3 separate regions of the Sus scrofa genome follow, and all the other regions are linked to region 1. The links are chromatin contacts, called in public HiChIP or PLAC-seq maps. All regions are on one chromosome and are shown on one strand. Each heading gives the region's core, a stretch centred on a gene start, on an enhancer-like site or on the middle of the called end of the contact. The rest is flanking DNA. Distances are from core to core; before and after follow the strand shown. Region 1 overlaps CDKL3 (cyclin-dependent kinase-like 3). Region 2 overlaps SEC24A (SEC24 homolog A, COPII coat complex component). Region 3 holds the start of PCBD2 (pterin-4-alpha-carbinolamine dehydratase 2).

Region 1 (3,415 bases), core at 900-3,399:
GTCTTAGAACCAAAGAAGACAGAGCATGAAGGTGCACATTGTCAACAGGATGCGGTTGAAATTGCTCACACTGTGTCTCAAGATGCAAACATCAGTGATCCACTAAATCCTCTCAATCCCAGCACTAACTCTACGGGCATGAAAGACGATCCACATGCTGGAGGTAGTATGGTGATGCCACCCATCAATCTAACCAGCAGTAATTTGATGGCTTCAAATCCCAGTTCAAATCCCTCCCACTCTCATTCAAGGTAGGTTCTAACAGAAAAGAAACAGAAGGAAATGGACCTAATACAGTGTTCTTATATAATGGATTTCAAAGAATCAAGTTTGTAGTGTCTGTATATAAACTGAATTTGAAGGTATACTGAAATTGTAATCATACAATGGGCCATTACTAAGTGTGTGTTATGAATGCTATAGAAGAAATTAACTTTGTTTGGCTATGTGCTTAGTGTTTCACTAATGCTGTTTGGAAAAACGTGATTTAAAAAAAGACCCTCAGAAAAATCACTTCCCATTTGAAGAGAAAAATGTAATATTACCTCAGTTTTGGTGCTGATGTGCCATCATGTAACAAAGTAAGCTTTATTTTTATATCAATAGCAAATAGCCTAAATGGAGAAAGGATAATTGAAAATAATCTTGTATAGTCAAAGAGCTTTTCAAGGTCAAATATTTGGGAAGAAAACAAACATATTGGACAAATTTTAGATTTAGATTGAGTGACTGGTCCCATTTATCTGATTGATTAATCAAAGGTATTGTGATGGATAGCTTGGGTCTGTCTAGCAAGGCATCAGGGTTAGTTCTAAATTTAAGGAAACTATGACTCTCCATGGGGAAGGAGGTTAGGTTTGATATCCTAAGCCAGTCCTAGCAGACTGGTGTGGGTTATAAGCTGTGAAGCTTAGTGGTCTCTCGAGGTGGCAAGGGGACATGTCTGTCTCAGTCCAAAGGTGCAACAGGCTATAGACAGCAAGTGGACAGTCTTTCTGGACTGAACCAAACCATGATCACAGTAACCACAGTTATAAACTAGCCTTGGTCAGAGAGCTCAGAAATTCATGAACCGTAGTGAAGAAATCCAGGTTCAGAACAGACAGAAGGGACCAAGCAGGCCAGCTGGAGTAACCCTCCAACATGGTTGTCACCGCAGATGTTAGCCATGAATGAGTGTGCTCTGCTCTGTTTTCACCTCTTTAACTTAGAGCCATTAGTGCTGAAAGACTGACCATTGCATTTCGGCGCTCATTGCTCCAACAGTAGACTATTGTGGAATAACTTACCATTATTGAAGCTAAAGCAGAAGCACTTCCGGGGAGTTCTAATAACTTCTTATTTGTTTTTGAATAATAGGTTAAGTGAAAGAGCAAAAAAGAGGCGTACTTCTTCACAATTTGTTGGACAAGTTATGTCTAATAGCAAGCATGAGAATACAGGTCCCTCTCAAGTAAGGCAAGAAGCTTATCATTAAAATATACTCTCAACATTATCCCCGACCCCACCCTCACTTCTTGTCCTTTTCTCTATCTATGGGGCTCTAACTTTTTAAAAATCTTTTGTTTCCTAACATTTTAAAATTTTTTCCTTTTTTTTTTTTTTTTTTTTTTTTTTTTTTTTGTCTTTTTGCCATTTCTTGGGCCGCTCTCGAGGCATATGGAGGTTCCCAGGCTAGGGGTCCAATCGGAACTGTAGCTGCCAGCCTACGCCAGAGCCACAACAATGCAGGATCCGAGCCGCGTCTGCAACCCACACCACAGCTCACGGCAACGCCGGATCGTCAACCCACTAAGCAAGGGCAGGGACCGAAGCCCCAACCTCATGGTTCCTAGTCGGATTCGTTAACCACTGCGCCACGACGGGAACTCCTAAAAAATTTTGCTATTAGTTTATTTTCCCTCTGAGGTAAAAAAAATACGTCAGCATTTCCTTAGTGATTTTTTTAAAGTATCTATTCCTTAGTGATTTCATAATTTTAATTAGTTTCTTATAACTTGCTTTGAATCTTTAATGTGTGATTTTGGGGGAAAAAGTTAAGGTTTTACCTTTAAAAGTCACAGGACTTTTGGAGTTCTCTTGTGGTACAGCAGGTTAAGGATCCAACATAGTCACTGCAGCAGCTTGGGTCACTGCTGTGACGCAGCTCCGGGATCTTCCACATGCTGTGGGTGTGGCCAAAAAAAAAAAAAAAGAGTCACAAGACTTTCTGGTTTTTTACTTCCCAAAAATGATTTTAATATCTTTATACATTAAAGAAATTGCCACTGAATCTTTGTTATACAGCAGAAATTATTACATTGTGAATCTATGCTTTCAATAACTTACCCCCCCCAAAAAAAAAGCAGTTGCCAAATAGATACCTCTTACTTCTCACTAGATAAAATAATCAATGTAGTGACTTCTCTGCCAGGATCCAGCATTGTCACTGCTATGGCTTGGGCTGCAGCCGTGATATGAGCATGATCCCTGGCCCAGGCACTTCCATATGCTGCAGGTGTGGCCAAAAAAAAAAGGAAAAAATAATCGATGTAGTCCATTTCCTTTTTTTTCACATAGGAAAATAGGTTAATTAAAAATCGAAACAGTGTTGGAGTTCCCATCGTGGCACAGCGGAAACGAATCCAACCAGGAACCATGAGGTTGTGGGTTCGATCCCTGGCCTCGCTCAGTGGGTTAAGGATCCAGCATTGCTATGGGCTGTGGTGTAGGTTGAAGATGCGGCTCAGATGCCGCATTGCTGTGGCTGTGGCTGTGGCGTAGGCCGGCAGCTATAGCTCTGATGAGACTCCCTAGCCTGGGAACCTCCACGTGCCGCTAGTGCAGCCCTAAAAAGAAAAAAAAAAAAAAAAATGAAAGTGTTATTTGCAATAATAAAGTCTTGAAAACAACACAAATCCATCCAAGAGCAAGTGACGGGTTATCTCCGTTAAGAATATATCCACACAGTGGGTACTACACATTGGGTTGTGAAAGTGTTCATTAACCTAGGAAAGTTTCTGTCACCTCTGGTTAAATGAGCAAAAACAGGTAACACAAAAGTTTTTCCAGAATGCTGGGCTCACAAGTAATTTTTCCCTTTGGGTTTTCCTAGTGTCCAGAGCACGTCGTTTTTGTTTTTTGTTTTTTTCTTTTTTTGACTGCACCTGCGGCATATGGAAATTCCCCGGGCCAGGGGTCAAATGGCAGCTGCAGCTCCAGGCCTACACCATAGCCACAGCAGCACCACATCTGAGCCACATCTGAGACCTACACTGTGGCTTGTGGCAATGCCTTAACTCACTGAGTGAGGCCAGAGATCGACCCCTCATCCTCTTGTCAGCTATGTCAGGTTCTTAACCTGCTGAGCCCCATTGGGAACTCCTCAGAGCATATCATTTTGTAGATAGAAACATAAGTTATTCATAAAATGAAC
Region 2 (3,965 bases), core at 1,146-3,645, 320 kb before region 1:
TGATCATAAGGCTTAAGAATTAAAAACAAAATCACAGATCAAAATAAAGTACGATTATTTTAAGAGGCTTAAGAAATCTGAATGTAATGTGTAGACACTGTGTAGATTCTTCTTCCAACAAATCTACCGTAAAAACACACTCTTTTTTTTTTTTGGTCTTTTTAGAGGCACACCCACAACACATGGGAGTTCTCAGGCTAGAGGGTCAAATCGGAGCTACAGTTGCCGGTTTACACCACAGCCACAGCAACGCCAGAGCCAAGCTGCATCTATGACCTATACCACAGCTCTCAGCAACACCAGATTCTTAACCCACTAAGCAAGGCCACGGATCAAACCTGCAAGCTCCTGGATATCAGTCGGGTTTGTTACCACTGAGCCACAATGGGAACTCCCTAAAAACAATTTTTTTTTTTTTTCTTTTTGCCTTTTCTAAGGCCGCTCCCGCAGCATATGGAGGTTCCCAGGCTAGGGGTCTAATCGGAGCTGTAGCTGCCAGCCTACACCAGAGCCACAGAAACACAGGATCTGAGCCGCATGTGCAATCTATACCACAGCTCACGGCAACACCGGATCCTTAACCCACTGAGCAAGAACCCACAACCTCATGGTTCCTAGCTGAATTCGTTAACCACTGAGCCACAACGGGAACTCCCTAAAAACACATTCTTGAGACAGTGAGGAACAAAAACAGCTGAACTGGGTATTAGATCACAGTATGGAATTATTCCTAATTTTGTTTGATGTGATACTCATTTTAGGCCTAAAAACAATTCCAAGTATTTTTAGGTAAAATGACGTGCTAATTGAGATTTACACTAAAATACTCTAGTGGAAAAAGTGGGAAGTAGAGGCAAGATCAGATGAAGCAAGAATAGCTGAATGCTAAAAATACTGAAGTTGAGGGATGGGTACCTGGAAATTCATTGCACTCTTTCTGTTTACTATGTTTGAAATTTTTCCATAGCAGAAAGTTAAAATAATATTTCTCAGAGACAGTGAGGTATAAAGTTAACCAGTGATTTAAGTGATCTTTTAGAACTTAATTGCATGTTTTTTTTAAAAGTCTATTTTGAAACTGCTTGTTCATTTTACAAAAACTTAGCTTCTAATTTAACTTGTATTAAGATACTTACAAATCCAGATTGTCTAACAAACTCTGGCAAACTGAATTCAAGTATCCAGTTTCAACTGCATTGTGAGACACGTCAAATACAAAGAGGTACACTGGAGGCTGAGGTGGCCGTAACTGTAGGAAGAAAATGATCACATTAAACACAGTTAATGGGATTAAATTTAAACTTACTATCTGTCACGTCTACACACAGCAAAACAGGTACGGCTGGAGTTCCCACTGTGGCGCAGCGGAAACGAATACAACTAGGAACCAAGAGGTTGGGGGTTCGATCCCTGGCCTTGCTCAGTGGGTTAAGGATCTGGCATTGCCGTGAGCTGTGGTGTAGGTTGCAGACGCGGCTCGGATCCTGCATTGCTGTGGCTGTGGCTTAGGCCAGCGGTTACGGCTCTGATTAGACCCCTAGCCTGGGAACCTCCATATGCCACGGGATTAGCCCTAGAAAAGGTAAATAAAGACGAAAAAACAAGAAACAAAAAAAACAGGTACTGTTTACAAATTAAGTGGAGACAGTAATAATAACAGATTAAGAAAATAATATAGAAAGTAGTTTAAAATTAAGCAAAACTATATTATTTTCAGATGCATACTTAGAAAAAGATAAATGAGAATATGACTGTCATAGGTCAGAAGAGCGTTTTTTCTAGGACAGGAAGGGAAAGAATTATGATCAGAAAAAGGTTTTTGGGAGCATCAGCAATGTCCAGTTTCTTGACCTGGGTGATGCTAACACAGGTGTTAGCATTATGTGGCAACCTACATATTTATGTTTTATGTACACATTATATTTCACAATTTAAGGAAATTACAGTTCTGAAAATGACAAATCAAGTTAGCCTGAACATATTTTTTTTTCATTTTGGCTACCTCCGGCATACACAATTCCCGGGACAAGGATCAGATCCAAGCCACAGATTGCGGGTTCGATCCTTGGCTTTGCTCAGTGGATTAAGGATCCGGCGTTGGGGTGAGCTGTGGTGTAGGTCGCAGACGCAGCTCAGATCCCGCACTGCTGTGGCTACAGCCCTGATTAGACCCCTAGCCTGGGAACCTCCATATGCCATGGGAGCGGCCCTAGAAAAGGTAAAAAGACCCCCCAAAAAAAGAAAAAAGAAAAGAAAAATTAAAAAAGAAGAAAACTGGAAGTGACCTGAAAATAAATAGGATCCAAATATTTTTTTGGCCACACACAATACGTGGAAGTTAGCAGGCCAGGGGTCAGATCTGCACCACAGCAATGGCCTGAGTCACAGTGGTGACAATGCCAGATCCTTAACCACTAGGCCACCAGGGAATTCCTTTGCAATACTATATTGCAAATTTCAAAATAGATGCACAAAAAACATTAAGTGGAACTTCACATACATCTTTAACTTTTTTTCTTTTTCTGTCTTTTTAGGGCTGCACCCACAGCGTATAGAGGTTCCCAGGCTAGAGGTCCAACAGGAGCTAGAGCCACTGGCCTGAGCCACAGCCACAGCAACACTGGATCTGAGCCGAGTCTGTGACTTACACCACAGCTCACAGCAACGCCAGAACCTTAACCCACTGAGCAAGGCCAGGGATCAAACCCGACTCCTCATGGATGCTACTCCGGTTCACTAACTGCTGAGCCACAACAGGAACTCCTACACTTTTACTTTTTGGCCACACCTGCAGTCTATGGAAGTTTCTAGGCCAGGGGTTGAATCTGAGCCACAGCTGCGGCAACTCAGGATTCTTAGTCCCCTGTGCCACAGCAGGAACTCCCCACTTTAACTTTCCAAACTTACCCTTTCATACTTTTATAATGAACAAGGATAACTTTTATGCGTTTAAAAATACAAAATTTTGTTAAAGGAGACTATATTGTTTTATATGAAACCCTGTATTAAGAAATATTTATGTTATTAAAAAATGAAAGTTTACCATGTATTCTGAAGGAGCCATAAACTCAATAGTAGCATTCTGAACTTCAGGTCTTCTGTGAGGTTCTCCATAGACTCTGGTCAAAGGGTTGTACATGAATTCTTCAGGAACTATGCAAGTGAACAAAAAATAATGAGAAAACTGAAAGGATTGAGTTTAATACAGTTTGCATTTAGCTATTTTCTTAATTTAGGGATTTATAAATAATTCAATATAGACTAAATATTAGGAGCTAAAACACTTTGTTTTTGAGTTCCATTCAATTCATCTCCATACTGAATGGCACTAAGTATGTTTTGCTCTTACAACCACAATCACTATGATTTTCCTTTCCCTATCTTCTAATATTCTCTTTCTCTTAATTCTTAGAAAACAGTTTTCCTGAAACAGTTTGAAAGGATGATGAAAACTCTTTAAATCCAATTATTTTCCCAAATGCAAGACTACATTTTGTCTTAAATTTCACAAGAGTACAAGGATATTAACATTTGATGTATGAAAGGTATACAGACTCTGGTTGCCCCTAGAAAGCTACTGCAGAAACACTTCAAAGGTTAAAGCCTAAGGGTGTGGTGAGATTCAATAACTGGTAAGACCTCTACTGAACATCAGTTGCTTAATGCTCATAAAACACTGGTGCGCATAGAATATTTCTAACTTAGTTACCACAGCAGCTGTCTTCCTGGTTAGTGACCATTTAAAAATTCACATTGCTATATATGCTAAAGGTTATGCTATAGTTCATGAAATGGTCTGGGGTACACATGAAAGTGACTTCAATGTTTATTATAATTTAACTTCACACGTTGAAGCACATACACCTAAGATTTTAAAGTATACTAAACACTATACATATACATATATTTCTGAATTATTTATTTATTTTGTCTTTTTGCCATTTCTTGGGCCGCTCCTGCGGCAT
Region 3 (3,401 bases), core at 459-2,958, 490 kb before region 1:
AGCCGATTTTTTCTGCTCGCTCCACCACCCACAGCCCAGTGAGGTCGGTGACATGCACTCTGCGCTCACCACAGCCACAGGGATCAGGTCTGGGGCTGAAATGGAGTCATGTCACCTACGTAACACAAACGGTTCTCTTGGGGACATACCCTCTGTAGAACCCTTTGCGGTGGACTTGAATTTTTTTTCCCCCTTTGGGAGGGATGGAGAAAGCACAGGATCTGAAGAGTAATCTTTTTCTTTTCTTTTTTTTTTTTTTTAAGGGCCGCACCCAAGGCATATGGAGGTTCCCAGGCTAGGGGTCAAATGGGAGCTATAGCCGCCAGCCTACACCACAGCCACAGCAATGCCAGATCCGAGCCACGTCTTTGACCTACACCACAGTTCACAGCAAAGCCAGATCCTTACCCACTGAGGAGGTGAGGGATCCCACCTGCCTCCTCGTGGATACTAGTCAGATTCGTTTCCTTTGAGCCAAACTGGAACTCCTGGAGAGTCATCTTGATTCGAAATCTAGCTTTGTTACTTCCAGCTGTGGGTGCTGAATAAATCACTTCGCCTCTCTGATGAGCAGCGCTCTACAGTGGGGATATTACCACAGCCACCTGCCAAAATTCCTGAAAGGCTTAAAAGAGCTCTTGAGTGTGAAGGCACCCAACAGAGAGCCCGGCACGTGGCAACCACTCCAATCCCGTCCGTTTATTCATTCCTCTCCAAACCCCACAGTTTTACTGGATCACCAAGCACCCTAGGTAGAGGCATGCCTTGGGACACGCCTAGGTGACAGTGAGCACTCCACCTGCGTCCTCGCCTTAGTGGCCAAGAAGCAGAGTGCCCATCTTTCCCATCATCGAGTTATTTTTAATTTCTTCTATTAAAGGATTTCAAACTGCCAAATGGGCCCCCACAAGCAATTAAAGAAAATGAAAAGGTGAGTTTCACGCAACTTTTTCCCACTAGGTGGTGCTGCAAGTTAAAACTTTCCCTCCAGTTAATTTACCCCCCAATCTGTTAATTTCCAAAGCAGGGAAACTGACAGGATGCCCCTCAGAAAAGGAATTAAGAGGCAATGTGCCACCAAAAAGGTAATTCAATAGTAATTCCTTTAAAAAAAATTAACACCAAGAGAAATGAATTCGTTCCACATTCAGTCCCGCTGTTTACAGCGAGCGAGCCGAGAGCGAGACGGCGCCCGCTCTCTCCGAGCGCACAGTCTAGAGGACCGAACGGCAACTGGAGTCTCATCAAGAAACCCTAATGGTGAAATACTTTCGCAACTGCTTTTCATGTTTACTTTTTTCTTTTCTAATGAAAGTCGGCCTCGGTTGTTTTCCGGTTGGCAATTTGGTAGACGACGACGGGATTTTTAAGCCAAAGGAAAACTAAGATGCTGCGGCCACCCATGTCTCGGACCAGCGCTTCCGACCGTGCCGGGTACCCGAATGTGACTCCCCAAAGTCCGAGCCCGAAGGCCGGGCCCGCTTCGGGGTCGGCTCGGGTCCCTCCGCCCCTCGGCCGGCACGGCGGCGCCTCGCCCTCCCGCGACCCCGCGGGCTCTCCGCACTCACCATAGCTGCGAGGCTCTGGCGTCGACCCCGCAGCGCCGCGAACCAGCCCCGCGTCGCCCCGCGCACCCCCAGCGCAGCCGCCATAGCCTCCGGCCCAGGGCTGCCCGGCGCGCTGCCTGCCCGCCGCCCCGGCCGCCGCTCCGCGGGCCGGCCCGGAGCCAGGAGCCGCGGGGGCAGCTCCCGCCCAGCCCGGCCCCGCCGCGCAGGCCCAGGCGCGGTCCGGCCCCGGAAGGCCCCCGGAAGCTTCGATGGCCGGCAGCTCTGCCGGCAGCCGGGAGGGCGCGGGGCCGCAGGCCCCCGCAGGCCCCCGCAGCCCCGGGCGCTGTCAGACCCCGCTCCGCTGGCCTTTCGAGTCGTGCCCAGGTGCCGCGTTTCCTGCCTGTGCCGGGGAGGCAGGCGGGCTGGCGCTGAGCGTGCACTGCACGTTCTCTGTCTTCGGCGTCTGGGGCTGGGGGTGTCGCAGCCTCGCTGACGGCCTGACTGCCCTGGGCTCCTTCTGGGCGATGGAGCGAACAGATGGCGCGGGCAGGAGGATGGCGCAGGCAGGGGCAGAGGAGCTGTGGGGTGGGCGGGGTAAGGGGTTCTGGGGGACCGCTCCACTCTGTTCGCAGTTGGGGAGCAGTGAACCCTAGTGATCCAGGTCGGGCCCTTATAAGTCAGGGAGCTGCAGGTTCGAATGTAAGCTCTGCTCTGTCACTATTTCGTTGCCAAGATCCTGGGCACACTGGCCCATCTGTCTGTCCGGATGAAATACTTGGGAAAGTCAGGCTCAAGGTGCTCTGTAAAGGGCTGCAGGCGCACAGTGCACGGTAGAGACGCCGGAGATACACGTGGATAGACTTTTTTATATCTTTTTTCTTTTTACAAACTAGGTATTCTTTTACATGTGTATTAGTATCTTAATTCTCTTATCATTCCTTTTTTTTTTTTTTTTTTTTTTTTTTGCCTTTTTCCTTGCGATGTAAATCACTTGCCGTAAGGTTCACCCTCTAAAATGTACAATTCGGGAGTTCTTCTCCTGCCTCAGGTGTAACTAACCCAACTGGTATCCATGAGGATGAGGACTCGGGTTTGATCCCTGACCTCTCCTGGCCAGCGGGTGAAGGATCTGGGATTGCTGTGAGCTGTGGTGTAGGTGACACATGGGTCTCAGATCCCACAGTACTGTGGCTGTGGTGTAGGCTGGGAGTTACAGCTCCTACTGGACCCCTAGCCTGGGAACTCGCATGTGCCACAGGTGCGGCCCTAAAAAATAAATAAAATGTACAATTCAGTGGTTTTCAGTATACTCACTTGTAACTTCTTTTTAACTAGTTTTTTTTTTAACCTAAAATAATCTGAAATACGGACTTATGACCTAATCCCTCTTCTTCCCTTTTTGGCCACTTGATGAAAACACAACAGAGGAATCTTTCTACAGACCGTAATCAAATGTCACTGGTCTCGAGGGTCTGAGACATTTGGGTTTCCTTTGCCTGATGCCTCACACTGGGAGTTTAGGAGCATGAAAAATGCCTTACAAACTTGCTTATTACAGTGAAAACTGAAAAATGACCTGGTAATTGTGAAGTAACAAGAGACCCCCCTCATCAGTTTCCTTCCCTGACACCCCTGTATGAAACTGTGGCATCTAAGATCTGTCCTGAGAGCAGCAGCAGGATGCTACTCAGGGCCCTGGCGGAGTGACACCCACCGAGAGGGGCTGTGAATGCTCTGTCCTCAGATTTAAGTCCTAGCAAAGACTGACTGGGCACATCCTCTGTAGTGGACCCTGTCAGAAAGGCAGTCTCCAGCTCAGTCTTTCAGGTCTTGCTTCGCCACCTAAGAATAAGC

Evidence for each region. HiChIP or PLAC-seq counts read pairs in DNA pulled down with a chosen protein or histone mark.
Region 2: an H3K27ac HiChIP or PLAC-seq map of alveolar macrophages shows a contact between it and region 1. The contact joins two enhancer-like sites. A contact is called at or near these places in 2 of 47 Hi-C or Micro-C datasets (blood and epiblast stem cells) and 1 of 2 datasets of contacts at active chromatin or transcription factors (alveolar macrophages).
Region 3: an H3K27ac HiChIP or PLAC-seq map of alveolar macrophages shows a contact between it and region 1. The contact joins the promoter of PCBD2 here to the enhancer-like site in region 1. A contact is called at or near these places in 1 of 5 promoter capture datasets (liver), 7 of 47 Hi-C or Micro-C datasets (alveolar macrophages, blood, embryonic fibroblasts and 4 more) and 2 of 2 datasets of contacts at active chromatin or transcription factors (alveolar macrophages and skeletal muscle).

The regions. Positions count from the first base shown.
Region 1 is chr2:136,593,110-136,596,524 of Sscrofa11.1, reverse strand. CDKL3 (cyclin-dependent kinase-like 3) reads left to right here. Exons shown (of 13, transcript XM_021084762.1): 9 at 1-251; 10 at 1,360-1,453. Among named protein-coding and RNA genes, the nearest start is that of CDKL3, 54 kb to the left of the region's middle. Within about 2 kb of position 2,149, at least 3 of the 83 cell types and tissues checked have an H3K27ac peak or open chromatin away from gene starts, as enhancers often do. A contact at or near this core is called in alveolar macrophages, where this site is marked.
Region 2 is chr2:136,913,186-136,917,150 of Sscrofa11.1, reverse strand. It overlaps SEC24A (SEC24 homolog A, COPII coat complex component), which reads right to left. Exons shown (of 23, transcript NM_001243924.1): 9 at 3,044-3,153; 10 at 1,137-1,249. Among named protein-coding and RNA genes, the nearest start is that of SEC24A, 31 kb to the right of the region's middle. Within about 2 kb of position 2,395, at least 3 of the 83 cell types and tissues checked have an H3K27ac peak or open chromatin away from gene starts, as enhancers often do. A contact at or near this core is called in alveolar macrophages, where this site is marked.
Region 3 is chr2:137,081,227-137,084,627 of Sscrofa11.1, reverse strand. PCBD2 (pterin-4-alpha-carbinolamine dehydratase 2) reads right to left here and starts at 1,708. Exons shown (of 4, transcript XM_021084778.1): 1 at 1,569-1,708. The coding sequence starts at 1,652.